2 separate regions of the Capra hircus genome follow, and region 1 is linked to region 2. The links are chromatin contacts, called in public Hi-C maps. All regions are on one chromosome and are shown on one strand. The core of a region is the stretch at or near the end of the contact, and the rest is flanking DNA. Distances in the headings are between cores, read along the strand shown.

Region 1 (7,281 bases), core at 2,235-4,734, 53 kb before region 2:
CCGGCGGCTGCCTTCATTTCCCCGCGCTCCGCCGCGACCGCCGCCGCCGCCTCGCCCCCCGCCTCCTCCCGCTGCTGCTGCTGCTGCTGCTCCGCTTTCTTCAGCTCCGAGGGCGGCGGCGGCGGGTTGCCCAGGCTGCTGGCGGCGGCGGGGGCGACCTGCGCGGCCATGATCCCCGCTGTCTCGTCCGCGGAGAGACCCGGCCCTGTCTTCGTCTTCTCTCACCCCCCTCCCACCCCACCCCGCCCCGGGGCCGAGTCCCCCCGGGCTTCCCTCCCCACCCGCCCGGGCGGGCCTCGCGGGGCTCCGCGGCTTTTGCGCTGCGCTCGCTCGCTCGCTCGCTCGCTCCTCTCCCCCCCGCCCCGCCGGCTCAGGCTCCGGGCTGGCGGCGGCGGCGGAGGAGGAGGAGGCGGCGGCGGCGGCCGAGGCGCCGGCGGCTCAGCTGCTCCCGGCTCTGTAAGCTCGGGACCCGGCTCTCCCGGCTCATTCCCCCCCAAGCCCTTGCCTGGGAATGAGGGGGGCGGTGGAGGCTCCGCTCCCCAGGGCCTGGCCCCGCTGTGACTCTCCGCTTTCTGCTGCCGGAGAAAGGAGGGAGGGAGGGAGGGGAGGGAGGGAGGCGAGGGGGAGGGGGCGGGGAGGGAGGGAGGGAGGGAGCGGGGGGAGGGGGACCCGGGACGGGCGGGCTGGAGGGCGCGCGGCAGCAGCCCGGGCGCCGGCAGGCAGAGTCGGAGCGTGGGCCGGGCCGGGCGCCCTGCCTCCCCTCCCCGGCCGCGGCGCCGGGCCGAGGCTGCTGCGCGGCGGCGAGCGGGCGAGCGGGCGGGCGGCCGGACTGAGCGGCTAGAGCGCCCCACTCTCCTCCGAGTCCCCCTCACTCCGACACGAGGCTCAGCACTGCCATTTTACCCAGCGCCGTCGCGGCCGCCTGGCAAACCCGGAACGGAGCGCGGAGCGGGGCGCAGGCCGTGGAACGGACTCGCTCCCTTCCCCTCACAAAGGAGGAGGGGAGAGAACCAGCCGCGGCGGCGGCGGCGGCGGCGGCAAGCGCTCTGCCGCTCTCGCTCGGCAGCGCCGCCGCCGAAGGCTTCGGGGAAAACCCGGCCCGGAACTCGCGCCTCTCCGGAGCCTGCGCGCCGCCTCCCTCCTGGCCTCCCTATCCAGGTCGGTCCCCTTCGCGCCGCGGGCGGCGTGAACTTTACTCGCGGCTGCAAAATTGGCCTGAGCCCGAGACCGCGGCCGCCTCGGCCCAGGCCTGACCCCCACCCTGGCAGCGGGCCTGGTCTCTTGGCCGCTACTTAGCATCTCCGCGGCACTTTTCCTTCTTCAAAGCCTTTTGCAGACCTGCTCCAAAGACCCAGCTGAGCTTTACGTTGTATCCTCTTTGCAAGCTGCATGGAATGACAGATCAGTTTCAGACTTTCCGTTTTCCCACTCTCTGCCCTCATTAGCCGGTCCTCACAGGCCCTGGGGGCATGAAGTTCCTGATCCCCATTTTACAGACTCAAAAGATAGCGAAGGGGACCGGCCTATCACTTAGCCTATCACTTATAAGGAGCATGAAGTCCATTATCCCCATTTTACAGAGTTATAAGACAGCATAGGGGACTGGCCTGTCACTTAGCCTATCACTTACAAAGACAGGGGCAGTGGAGGGTGACTTTAAAAAGTAGCAGAGTCCCCAGTGCTGCCCCTGTCTACTTAGCGTTAGAAATAATAGTAATAAAAAAAGTGGTGCCATATACAACAGTGGGATCAGAACATCAGAATGGGTTTGAGATCAAAGCTGGTCATCTCAACTGATATAAAATGGTCACCCCTGAAAACATTTTGGGGACATATGACCGCCTTCTTGGAGGAAGACACAAGCCCCACCTTTGCCCACAATGACCAAGGTCCCCAGTCTCCAAAGACAGTACCTGTAAGACTGTAACAGACCACAGAAGAGACTCCAGGGACTGGTGGAACCTGAGTGTTCAAAGGAACCCCTGCCAAAGAGGGATGACCAAATAGAGGGAACAGTTTTCTCCTTAAAAAGAGAGAAAAGGTGCCGTCTAACACCTCACTCAGAAAACAGATGCAGCCTAAATTTGTTTTTCTATCCTTCATTGTAAGGAATCATTAAAGTTTACTGTTACATTCTAAGAGATGCTGAGTGAACTGGAGGTATACACAGAAAATTCTAGATTCACAGGCTCCACCACATCTCAGCAGCAGCCTTGTCCTCCTCTGACTGACTTAGAATTCTCTGACATGACAGGCTACACAGGCCAGAATCCGGCTTCTCACGAAGCCCAGGGCTGCCTTGAGAGATGCTAGGTCAGCTAGTCATTAGACACCAGGGCTTCATCCCCACTTAAATATTGTAAATAGATGCTTCATGGCCATAGAACCATTACCTTAGAATTTCCAGATTCCGCAGGCCCCTGGAGTTTTTTTGGCTGTGCCACTCACTGGTCACTGAATAATTCCCCAAACCTGAACTCATTCTTAACCCCCAGAAAACCTAATATCATCTTACACTAAAAAGGCACAAACTTCTTAAGACTCTAAGAGTGGTGTTTTCTTCCCCTCAAGCCAAGAACCAAACCAGCCTACCAGAATCTGACTGACTGGAATGGACCAGTGCCCTCCTTTCATTCACAGTCCTCAGGGGCAACAACTCTCCTGGTGCATCAGGTCCTAGAAACCAAATTATAGGCTGCCTCAGAAATGGAGCTTGGCTATTTAATCAACTGCCTCTGAGCTGGCAAACAGTCCTGAGTCCTGCACACAAATGAAGAATTTTTTACATGCAATTACCCTGCCATTTCCCTCAGAGCTGGAGTGTAATGAGAAACCTGGAGCCCAGTGAAAATCTGGAAGCCAGAATGAATTTGCCTCCAGAGGAAGCCCTCATCCCCCTTCTTCAATGGCTGTGAAATTTGGAAAATGCCAAAATCCCTTTCTGACACGTGGGCACGCTGTTTTGAAAACAGCCACCATCTTTATCTAGCAATAAAGTGCACAAAAATCTATCTACTTGGGTTGAAGGAGGTAATTTAGGATTTCCCCTTTCCCACCTTTTTTTTTTTCTTTTTTTAAATTTCAAATCCTTTAGGATCCACTTCCACGGCTACCTCTAGAGCCCACATCACTGTCCCAGGGACAGCCGAGTGGACGGGAACTTTCTTAGAAACTGGCGCATTAGCTTTCCCAAGGGGCAATGGCAGCGGGAAAGGGGGGGAGGAGAGGAGCTGGGCACGTGGCTGGCCCGAGCTCCAAGACCCTGGTTTGGGACTGTGGGTCCTCCAGTTGGTGGAGTTTTCTCCCCCACGGTCCCTGCCTTTTAACCCCACACCCTGGCAGCTCAGGAATCCCGGCGCAGATTGGAGAACTAGGACTAGGACAGCGCTACCCGCACGAAAGCTCCAGTGCCACCAACAGCCTGATGGCAAATATGGACTGAATCGTTGACATGGAAACCGGACTAAAGTCTCGCTGGCTCCCTCACGAGAGAGTTCTTATCGCCGTCCCCAACCGCACGGCACTTGGCAAACGTGGACTGGATCTCCGGCCCGGAGGATAAGGCGGAGTTTTCTGCGCGCAGCATTAACTCCCGCTGCTGCCGCAGCCAGGGAAGGGGGCAGGGCTGCCAGGACAAACCGACTGAAAATGGCAGAGGATGTGCTCTCATTTAATCTGGCTGCACGGTATGCATGGATTGGGCCTGAGAGTAAGGGAGCAACCTATTAAAATCCACGCAGTCAACTGCAAAATGTGGAACCCAGGCCTGGAGGGTTTGCTAAGAGATGGAAGCGTTTGCAAGGTGGACCGCCTTTCCTTTCTGGCTATTTGCTTCCCCTAAGTGTCCGAAATACAAAATTCAATAAACAAAAGATTGGGCCCAGCTCTTTCTTTTCTACATTTTTTTTTTTTTTTTTGGAAGGAAAACGTTTAAGTCCAGGGACCCAAGTGAGGGTTTGTCTAGGTTCTGAACTAAGACGCGGGGAAATCGGATGGAGCGCCGGGTGGTGGCCCTGCACGCGTCTCCGTCGCGGCGAAGCAAGCAGACACCCAGCAGAGCTCTCCCGAGTGAGAACTGGAGCTGAGAGTTTGAGCAAAAGGGCAACTATGTCAGTTGACGGAAGCCAGAAGCAGAGCTCAAAGCCTGGCGTGGATTTCCGTCTGGAGCGGTCTGTTTCTTAAAGTTTGTAACTCCGTGTTCCGAAACAGCCCCAGTGGAGGCTTTGGGAGCAGTGTGAAAGTCTAGCACTACCATCTGACAGCGAGCTGCAAAACTTTGGGCTGCATATTAAGCGAGGAAAGTGGATTGAAGCAAGAGTCAAGGCAATTCATTATATTGCCGGCTTCCAGGCGGGAGCTGTAAGATACGAACTGGATCGCCACCGAGAAAAATGGAACGGAGTCCGAGTGGCGCTCTCAACAGACCCTGGTAAAATTGCCCTTGCCCAGCACCTAGAATTCCAAAGGAGCAAGTCCAGAGGTATCAAGCATGGTGGTGGCTCAACAACTGCTTGTCTCGATCCTTTTGCCATTCATTTTAAACTTTTAAAATAAACAACTTGAAGGAATTTATCTTTCACAATAAGAAAGAACACATTTGGAGAAATGGTAATTTCTGAATGAGTCTTTTTTTTCACCAGAAGAGGAGCCCTGCAAAAAAAAAAAACAAAAAACAAAAAACCTTAAGTATAAGTCAACTTGCTTTTTTTGTACCACTATAAAAAAGAATTAGCCTCACCATCACCTACCCCAAAACTGAAATGTAAAATAAGATAAAATAAAGGTCCAGGCTGATCTGGATTGTGGTAGATTTCAAACAAAGCAAGGACTCAGAGTCAATCTAACATGAGGAGAAAGGCACCAATTCTCTCACACTAATATATTCATTCTCCTTATCCACCTGTCTCATTGGTGAGCTTGCTGACGATTCTTTTGCAGAAGATAGTGCAAAAGTATTAATACTAATTTAAGACAAACCATTGCAGACTGGAGTTTTATAAAACCACTAAGCATATCAGGAATTTGGGCATTTCTGCTGAGCCTCCTTGAAGGTTGACACAGAAACAGTGCATATACGACAAACCTACTTACAAAGAAGTTTGAAAGCCACTTTATAGTCCATCAGAAGACACAGGACAGTTTTGTATTTAGCACTTATTACACAAAGCTGTTTTTAGATTTGGAGAACTAAACAACACACTAACTAACAACACACTCACAACACTACCAAAGAAAGATAAGGTCACCAGTTTTAATACTGAAGGCATTGCTCAGGAACAGGAAAAGTCTGTTTTCTTTGACTTCCCATATTAAACCAATACTGGCTGCTTTTGTTCTGCTTTATTCTTTAAAAACCAGTCTAGAACATTTCACACATGTAAAATGATTGTAAGGGAAATTTTTGAAAGTTGAGAATGGAGAAGAATGTCAGAAAGAAAATCAAATATTCTAGGTGGGTATTTATTTCAACCCTGATTGCACAGAGCTTTCTTACACTGCCATTTTACTGAGATAGAAAAAAAAGTCAGAGAGTGGGGAAGTTTCTCATAGCAACTCTGGAATGGATCTGGAATGGAGTCTTTTGCTCCAACACAAATCTGTAGAAGAGAGGTGGAAAGTAAAGAAAAAACCCAGTGAGCACAGACAAAATGGAATGAGGCAGGGCATACAGTCCTTTGAAACATGAAGGGAGGCTAAAGCAGCAAGTGTGCAACTCAGCCACCTCAAGAGAATACTCCAGCATGATCATCCCAGGCTTTTTATGTAAGCATCAAGGAAAAGCCAAAGGAACTTACAAGGCATAAGGCAGGAAGTGAATGGCCCTTAAGGGAAAGCATTCCAACTAGCTTTAAGAGAGTGTAAATCCATCTATCCCTACTGAAAAATGGCTTCTTCCGAAGATGAGAGTGGACCAATTGAGAAGGTCTGCTGTGGAATATTGTAGTAGCAGTGGTGTGGTACTCCAGTGAAATGCAGAACTTACCAGTGACACCAAGGGAAAGCTGCCAGGAAAAATTACAGTCAGTTTTGGCACTTTTCCAAATTATCACTTTCTGCCCTGAAATTTAACAACATTGAAATGAAGCTACAGAGGGGCTGGGGGTGGAGACGAGTAGGTTGGTTCCAATTGGCTCGGGTATAAGTGTGTTGTTGTTCTTCCAGTCTTGCTGTAGGGAGAACAGGAGACAAAAGTAAAACAACCTGACACACGGCATCAAGCCTACCCAAAAGGCCACTTAAAAACTGAAATAATGAGACACACACACACACACACACACACTGCACGCTCCTCTCCACCACAATGTATTTTGTTTAATAGAATCCATCCACAAACTCTGTTCAAGCAAAAGAATACATTATATCACACAACATTAGGTACGATTTTTGCCCCAGACACCGAGATCATTATATAAAATACCCATTTTTTAATGTGAGGTCACTTTTGACCTCAGAACAAAGTCCAAGAACTCATTTAAGTATTTTTTCCCCCAGGCAATGACAGTTACCTAAAAATATGGCAGTCCGTTCTACAAAACTTGGGAGTTCATGACTGATGTTGTTCTGCTTTAGTCCAGCTAAAGTTGGAAGTCCAACGTAGCTAGACAAGAAGGATTCTAGTCGATTCTCACGTACTCTGGTTTTTTATGACTACAGCCGTGTTTTCAAGATGAAAACATAGGAGAACTGAGATACTACATAACCTTCCTAAGATATTCTCTAGGACTTCCCTAGTGGTGCAGTGGATAAGAATCCACCTGCCAATGCAAGTCCATGAATATTCCACAAGCCACAAAGCAACTAAGCCCATGTCCCACAATTACTGAGCCCGTGTCCTGCAACTACTGAAGCCCCTGGGCCTGGAGCCTGTGCTCAGCCACAAGAAAAGCCACCGAGATGAGAAGCCCATGCACTGCACCAAAGAGTAACCCCTGCTTGCCACAACTAGAGGAAGTCCATGTGCGGCAATGAAGACCCAGCGCAACCAAAAATAAATAAGTAAATAAATACAATTATTTTTTAAAGAAAGATATTTTCTAGGAAGACGCTTAGAGCTAAGGAGGTCACAACCTGATTGGCTACTGAAATTTTTAGTAATCCATTATGAGCACAAGTGGTAACTATTACAGGGAGTTTAGGTAGAAACCATTTTATAAACTTCACCAAGGACACACAGTCTATACAATGAATATTCACCTTTCATGATGAAGCAACTTCACTCTATGTGCTTGCCCTTCTTCAGCAATCCTTGAGTTGCATGTGCTGTTCTGACCCAATTTCCAC
Region 2 (7,559 bases), core at 316-2,815:
GCGTTTAAAAACGACTTCACATTGAATAAATAGCCTATACATAACCTCTAAAGTCACCAATTGGCTCTTTTTCTAATTTAGAGGTCGCTACATAGTTGATTTGGGATAAATTGTTTCTATGGTGTTTGCCAACTGGGCTCGGTGGTTTGGCCGGAAGGATTGAGGGTGCCAAGACTGGGACTGGCTTTCCAAGGTTGCTTAAATTGTAGCAAGTCAAGGGTTTCTCTTTCCAAAGCCAGTTACAGTGTTTGCTTTGGGGGACAACTCAAAAGGAGCCTTTTCATACTGTACATGGGAGTCTCCTAGCGAGAATACCGGCGTGGTTTGCCATTCCCTCCTCCACCGGACCACGTTCTGTCAGGTAGTTAGGGAGCATCACCCACTCAATGGATAGGAGTTTGAGAAAACTCCGGAGATAGTTAAGCGACTTGGCAGCCTGATGTGCTACGGGCCGCCGGGTCGCAGAGTCGTACACGACTTAGCGACTGTACAACAACAAGGAGCCTTTAGAGACAAGCTCGTCGGCGCTCTGGACTTTAACTTCCTCATCTGTAAAATGGAGCAGCCATCGCCTCCAGGAGGAATACAAGGTACTACCCAGAGGCCCACCAACGTGAACGCACCCATCCAGTTAGGGCTGGGAGGAGGCGGCGCCGAAAGGAGCGAGAACGGGGTAGTTTGCAGGAAGTGCTTAAGGGTTGGGAGGGGAGATAGAAGGCGGAGGCGGGAATGTGAAAGCTGAGCCCTAGCTGCGGAGTTCTTACCGAAGCTCAGGGGAGGCGGGGCGAAGCTGGGGTGAAGGGGTTAGTCAGTCGATGGGCAAGATGGGCCACCTCCCCCGAAAAGAGAGGGCTGGGTGCGGGGGAAGCTCTGAGGTGGCGGCTGAGGAACGTGGGGGGAGGGGGGAAGCGAACGCGCTCAGGAAAGGGGCGGGAAGCGCGCGCCCACCGCACGCATGCGCGCGCCTAGCTCCTCCAGGTCGCAGGCCTGGGTTTCTGACCGCGCGCCCAGCGCCGACGGTGCGGACGTTACTGGAGGAGGAGCCACACGAGCCTTCCCCGCCGGGAGCTGAAGGTCCTGCAGCGCATTTCTCGAAGTGGCGAGTCGCCACTTGTTTCTTCACTAGGCATTTAGGAAGCAGAGAAAGGGAACACGTTTCTGTCTCTTCTTTTTTCGTTCCCCTCCCCCAAGGAGAGTGGGGAGGGAGGTCCTAGGCGTGTCAGGGAGAGTCCGCTCCGGGTTTTCCCGCCCACTTTAACTCTGTGAGCGCTTCGACCGCGCGGCGCTTCACTCCACCCGGCGCGTCCGAGCCCTCCGCCGGAACTCGTTCCGCCTCCACTACACATATTTCTCCAGGAATGGAAAGTGGGACCTCGGACCTCTTTCCCAGAGCTCCCCAGGCCAGAGAGATGTTCCCAGTCTTTTCAGAGTTCCAACTCCCGACAGCCTCTGGCAGCTAGAATTCTCTGAATCAGGTCGCTCTCAGGGACTACTTGACGTCTCCGTGCGCTCGGTGGTGCGACCGCGCTCAGCTCTTCCTGGAAACTCCCGCCTCGGGGAGCCAGGAGAGCCCGGCCGGGGGGAGGGGAGCGGAGGGGACGCACACGCCCCCTGTCCCGGGGGAGGGCTCCGCACCCCCGCCCTCCTCCCGCGGGGAGGGGAGGGAAGGCAAGGCAAGGCAAGGCTAGGCGCGAGAGGGGGAGGGGAGAGCGCGGGGCACGGAAACGAGGTGGGGGGGCAGCTTCCCGCCCCACCCCCTGCCTGGAGAACAACGGGTTCCCGCTGCTGCCCCCTGCCGCCCACAGCGCCCCGCACCCCGCGCTCCTGCCCGGCCCCGAGAGGGGCGTCGGGGGAGCTGCAGCTGCCGGGGCCGTGGGAACCCGAGCCGACGCTTATAACAACTGACCGGTTTCCTGTCAGAAAACTTCCAGTTACTTTAGAGAAGCCCGTTGGGCCAGCTTGGTCCCAGGCGGAGTTGGCCACATTTCACTACAGCCCGGTGACCTCCCTTCTACTTTAAAACAACGGGGAATAAGCTTCGGGGAAGCAGTCGGTTCATAAAACCAAGAGCAACACCACGTTGCACCGCTCTGACTCAAAGGAAATTAAACAAAATACTGATTGTGGGGAATTTTTAAAGGGCTACTAAACAGAAGGAACTCGGGATTTTTCAAGTGAAAGCTTTTTTCCCCTCTGTATGTACACAAAGATTTAAGTCATGAGAATTTATTACAGCAGTAATCTGCTTGTAAGCGTACATGAGTTTGTGGTTTAAAAAAACCTTAGTGAACTTTTTAAAAGAGAGGCGTTTGTTTCTGAATCCAACAGGAAAAAAACCAATTCGAAAAAGCCTGAAAAAGTTCAATTAGAATAGCAGCCACATTTCAACATTTCCCAGATTTTGCAATATTAAACTGTGAAGGTTTGTGCCAAATTTTAAGGCAAGAATTCTTACTGCCAAATTACAAATTTCTCAAAATGAGGGGTGTTCAACCAAATTGCTGCCAGACCCCATGAACAGGCACTAACAGCACTGCTATAATTACACCTTATTATCTCCCTCGCAGCCTTATTTGATTCACTGCCTGATAAAATCCTATCCCGGGTGTCACTAGCTGGCCTTTTTCTGGGGCTGAACAATCACACTTCACCCATGCCTCAGTTCCTCCAACGCCTCTTTAGCTGTGTAACCCATCGCCTTCTATTCCATTCTTCACAGTACATCTCTTCCAAAAATGCAGCCCAATCAGATAGATTCTTTTCACCCTAGCTTCCCTAGAGACTAAGAAATGAAAAAGATGAAAACAAATTTATCAGAGTTACTCACAAGAAAAATTTCTTCTTTGAAGAAAAGGATTTAGGCCAAGAAACTAAATTTGTTGTTTAACTAGAGCCCCCTACGGGGATTTAGCATAGTGGGTTGAATGCAGTTAAACCAGCTTAATCACTTTCTTTGTTCTGGGCTCTTTGCATTTATTTAATGTTGTATTTTAACATGATTTGACACAACCTAAACTAATCTCTTCTGTTAGTGTAGTCTACACTGTAGACCATACAACATGACCAAACGTAACTTTCTGTGGACCCTTTGACTTTTTGTAGAATTCTGTGCTAAACTGCTATATGACCAAGACTAAAAAGGGGGGTTGGGGGGGAGGGGTGGGCAGGAAGTCGTGTTTTCATTTTTTTAAATCCAGAGATCTTAAAAATCCAAAAAGTCGACCATTGTAAACCATTTAATTCTTTGGTTAGATCTGTAGCTCCACAGCCCTTACTGGGATCTACATTTACTCATTTTTGAAAGTGGGTTGGTTAGTTTGTTTCAACCGGGGGAAAAAAGGAAGAGAGCATGCCAGATCTTCTGCCTGATAGATTATAATTCTTCTAGCCTTTACTCTCTCTTAAATAACAATTCTACCCTGCTTCTCCCCAGCCCCCAGATTGAAGGGCATTCATTCACAAATGTCTCTTGAGCGTCTTTCTGAGTGTCTGCTTCCTTATAAAGCCAAAGCCTCAATACTAAGGCTCAGTGAATTAAGGTCTGTAAAGATGCATACAGAAAACCTAAGTACCTAGGAAGAATAATCTCTTTTCTGTTCTACCTTTAAATTACTTTCCAGGAATAATAATATTTGTCCTTTACTGCTTGTGATATAGGCACTGTTCTCAGCTCTTCATATGAATTAACTCCTCACTGCAGGCCTATGAGAGGTGGGTACAATTGTTGCTATTATTTTACAGATGATAAATTGAGACAAAGAAGTTAAGTAACTGACACAACCCAGGATGGAACCTACAGAACTAGGTTTTAAACCCAGACTGTTTCCATTGTGCTTCTCATCACCCAAGCTGGTTGTCAGTTTAACTGTCCATAAAATGAAGAGTCATCATTCATTAATTCACCATCTTTTGTCTTCAGGATGTCCCCTATATGACCAAGTCTGGGGCTATGCTTTTTCCTCTGGAACTCCAGTAAAGTGAAATCTGTTGAGATCTGCTTAGGAAAAGCATTCCCAAATCAGATTACTCTCTTGGAAGCTAGCCTCAAACTGTCAGCATATGCATTGTAAATGTTAACCAGGACAGACACATCCAACCTCACCAGATTCAGAAAGAAGCAAGATGGTTAAAAGTGATTTGGATTCTCTGATGTTGAAATGGGTAGAAACCAGGAGATGAGGTGGGAAAAGATAAGGTGGTAGAAGCTGAGAGAAAATAAATGTAACATATGTGTTCAGGGAGCGATCAATCTGACAGAGCAAAGAATGAGGATCAAGGTCGTGCCGAAAAGAACTGAATCGTGTGCACGTGTTACAAGAGAACTAGGAAAGGAGCATAAACGAGAAAATCGAGTACATAACAAAGAGGGGTGGTGGGGTGTCAGGTTGGGTTTTTTCAGCAAGTGGGGCTTCAGATGAATTAAATACAATTTTAGGCTGGATTAATAGAAATACAGCATCTGGAACGAGGAGAGAAAGAGCTCCACTTCATTCTATGTTAGACCTCATCTAGGTAACGTGTTCACTTTTAGAGGGATGTAGTAAAGAGAGCAACCAACCAAGAGGGTGAGGAGACTTGAAATCCAGGCTTAGAACCAATACAGTATTGTAAAGCAAAAAAAAAAAAGAGAGAAATCCAAGCTTAGGAGGAAGAGTTAAAGAATTCATAAGTGATGGTAGAGCCATCTTGAAATACCTGAAGAGCTATGTGTGAAAAAAAGAATTGAGACTTGTCCTGGGAGGTTCTAAGATTCTAAAACTGATGATTTAGGAGCTTCAGAGACACACACTGTAGCTCAGAATATGAAAGAAGTCACGCAAATATGAAATAGATTGTCTTAGAATGTAACAAGCTCCACATCCATCACTAGAAGTATTCAAAATATATGTGGAGGCTGGACCACAAAATGTTGAGGTGTGTTTCATCCTTGCTGCCATTCACCTGGTCACTGTAAAAAAGGGAGAAAACAATATTATATACTTCAGTAGTTTGTTGAAAAACACTTAGCACATAGTGATGTGAAAGCACTCACTAAAAGTCAGCTGATAACAACATCCCTGAAGTTCTAAGAGTCAGGATTTCTAAATTTATCAGTGGGCAACTATTTAAGTCTTGTGTTTATAGATCACTTCTTTAGCATTATCAGTACTATCCTGAATGATGGCTTGGGTATCAGTTGGCACCTTTAGGAGATATTGGTGCAACTAAAATTTATTTAGTAACACCTAGGGAGCAGGATGGTGAATTCTACACCACCAGGATCTTAAAAATTGAATTGTATTATTACACTGCAATTCCAGAGGCAAACAACACAGTAAGATAATGTGGGGTGACTGTAGGAAGGGTGGATAAAGTAAAATTAATAAAATCTGGCAGACTGAGAGAAATCAAGCAGTACAGCTTTGTGTTGATGGTTGAAAAACAATAGCAGCTAGGTCAGCCTTAAATTTCACATGCAAGAGTCAGATCAGACGGCTCATTTTGAGCAAAATGTGTCGTGAAGCCCATGAAACTGACTGGGAAAGCTGGAGACAAAAACAAAGACAAGCCCACTAGTGAGCCAGTTACGCGCTTACCCTAGGAAAGCAGTATGGTAAAGACGAGGCTGTTTCATGGAGAATAAGGCTGATCTCAGCTACATCTTCAAACAAATAAACATACATGACCGTTGAAAAGGACCATGAAGCTGTCTTAGCAATCAGACTTACTTAGATTCTTTTTCCTCCCACCAAAAGGGGGAAGTGGAAAGGGGACAAGACTGCTGTGGAATAGGGCAAAACTAGGACTAGAGACCCAGCTCTGCCTCTGCTAGATGAGCAGCTAGAGCAAATGACTGTGCCTTTCTAAGCCTTAGTTTCTTAGCTGTAGAATGGAAATAATAATAACATCCACCTCATGGCATTGTTGTTGAGGGTTATATAATAAATTACATGTAAAATATAGTTAGGACAATGCCTAACACAGAGTCCCTAATATATTAACAGAATAAATTTTACTGGGGAAGCAGGGGAAAAAGTGTGACCGTATTAATATCTGTGATATAGATTCTGCCATGTAGAGATAGTGATATTATACAAAGGGAATGAAGAGCCATGACCACTGCATAACCGTCCCATCTTAGGTGGTCACTAAAGGGCGTAAAACTTATAACTTGTGTAACTTATAGGAGAAAGTCAGCTGAAATGGAATTGCAAGTGTCCTTGCTCTAAATGCAAGGTAAATGATTGCCTTCTCTCTCCTTTGGTTCTGTTTTTCTCTTCATGCTTTAATCATTTTGACACCAAGCTGTACAAAAGTAATTTAAAATTAACATGTCTGACACTTGGTAGCTAGCAGAACCTGATTCTGAACCCTGCCCCCTCTTCAGGGTACCCAAAAGTCTTTTTTGATTGGCTGCTGGTCCTGCAGCAGCTGATGAAAGGCCCAGGAAAACACATCCAACAATTAATTTGCTAATTTAGTTTTCTGTTTAATTTGAAACCAGAAAATCCTCAATCACCCAGGAGCTTGGCTCTCTGGCTTGCCTTCTGAAACTTCTCTTTCAGTAGTGAGCAAAGAAACACAAAGGGAGAGGAAAGCTTACCTTCTTAGGTACATACCATACCTTCCGTGCCCTCCTGTCTTCACAGTGGTTTTCTGTGGGATCACAGTTCACACCTCCTTTCACCAGAAGAATTGGGAGCAAAACATTCATACTCGGAGTAGATAAAATGCTTCCTGAGTTATAGGGAATTTCCAGACCAATATGTGTTCAGAATTTAGGGTTACAGACAGACCCAGATGGGCTTCTAGCGTTAGAAGGTTAGAAGTAAGGATTGCTCTAAATTGTGAAGCAGCTTTCAGGTTCCCTGGGAACTTTCTGGCTGATTTCAAAAGGAAGAGGCAAATTTATGTCAGAGATAGAAAGAATTTGTATCAGAGGGTTGGGTGAGATGAAAGACACAAGCTTCTTCCCAGATTCCTCTGAAAGCTTGCCCTTGCTGGAAAGAATCTTAGAATTAAGAGGCAGAGAGGGAATATCCACCAGAACCCATTCCTTTTCTGCAACTCAGAGTGGATTTTGGTCAGCTGGCAGTTTGATTTTTACTCCCAGTTTTTCCATCTCAGGGAAGTTAAACTCTTCTGCCTGACACCCAAGACTTTGTACAATCCGGTCTCACCTACCCATCAACCCCTATTTCTAACTCTTCCTCATAGTGTATTTCCTAATTTGGTCGAAGACACACTGCTATGTTCCTGCCTTTGTTCAGTTCCCTACTGATATTTCTCCTACATGCTCCTCTCCCCTTTATTTAAATCCTATCCAAACCTCAAGGCCCACCAAGGTTTTACTTCCTCCATTCGATCTTCCCCACCACTAACTTCTCCCCTCTGTCTTCACATTGGTAACGTGTGTATAAAGTACCACATGTTTACATAAAGTTCCACATGTTGACCACTCTGATGAAACCATATTCACTTATCTCAGTTCTAATTTTCCAAGTAAACTGTAAAGTTCCAAAAGTCAGGGCCCATATCATATACTTCCTTGGTATCCCAACATGGCCATCCATGATAGT

The links. Hi-C and Micro-C count contacts between places; a contact is called where the count stands out from the background.
Region 1: a contact with region 2 is called in a Hi-C map of blood, with 1.7 times the contacts expected there. The contact joins two enhancer-like sites. A contact is called at or near these places in 2 of 5 Hi-C or Micro-C datasets (both in blood).

The regions. Positions count from the first base shown.
Region 1 is chr2:9,490,719-9,497,999 of ARS1.2, reverse strand. It overlaps ARID1A (AT-rich interactive domain-containing protein 1A), which reads right to left and starts at 243. Exons shown (of 20, transcript XM_018056498.1): 1 at 1-243. The coding sequence starts at 170. Within about 2 kb of position 3,484, at least 4 of the 5 cell types and tissues checked have an H3K27ac peak or open chromatin away from gene starts, as enhancers often do.
Region 2 is chr2:9,435,472-9,443,030 of ARS1.2, reverse strand. No RefSeq gene overlaps it. Among named protein-coding and RNA genes, the nearest start is that of ARID1A, 59 kb to the left of the region's middle. Within about 2 kb of position 1,565, at least 5 of the 5 cell types and tissues checked have an H3K27ac peak or open chromatin away from gene starts, as enhancers often do.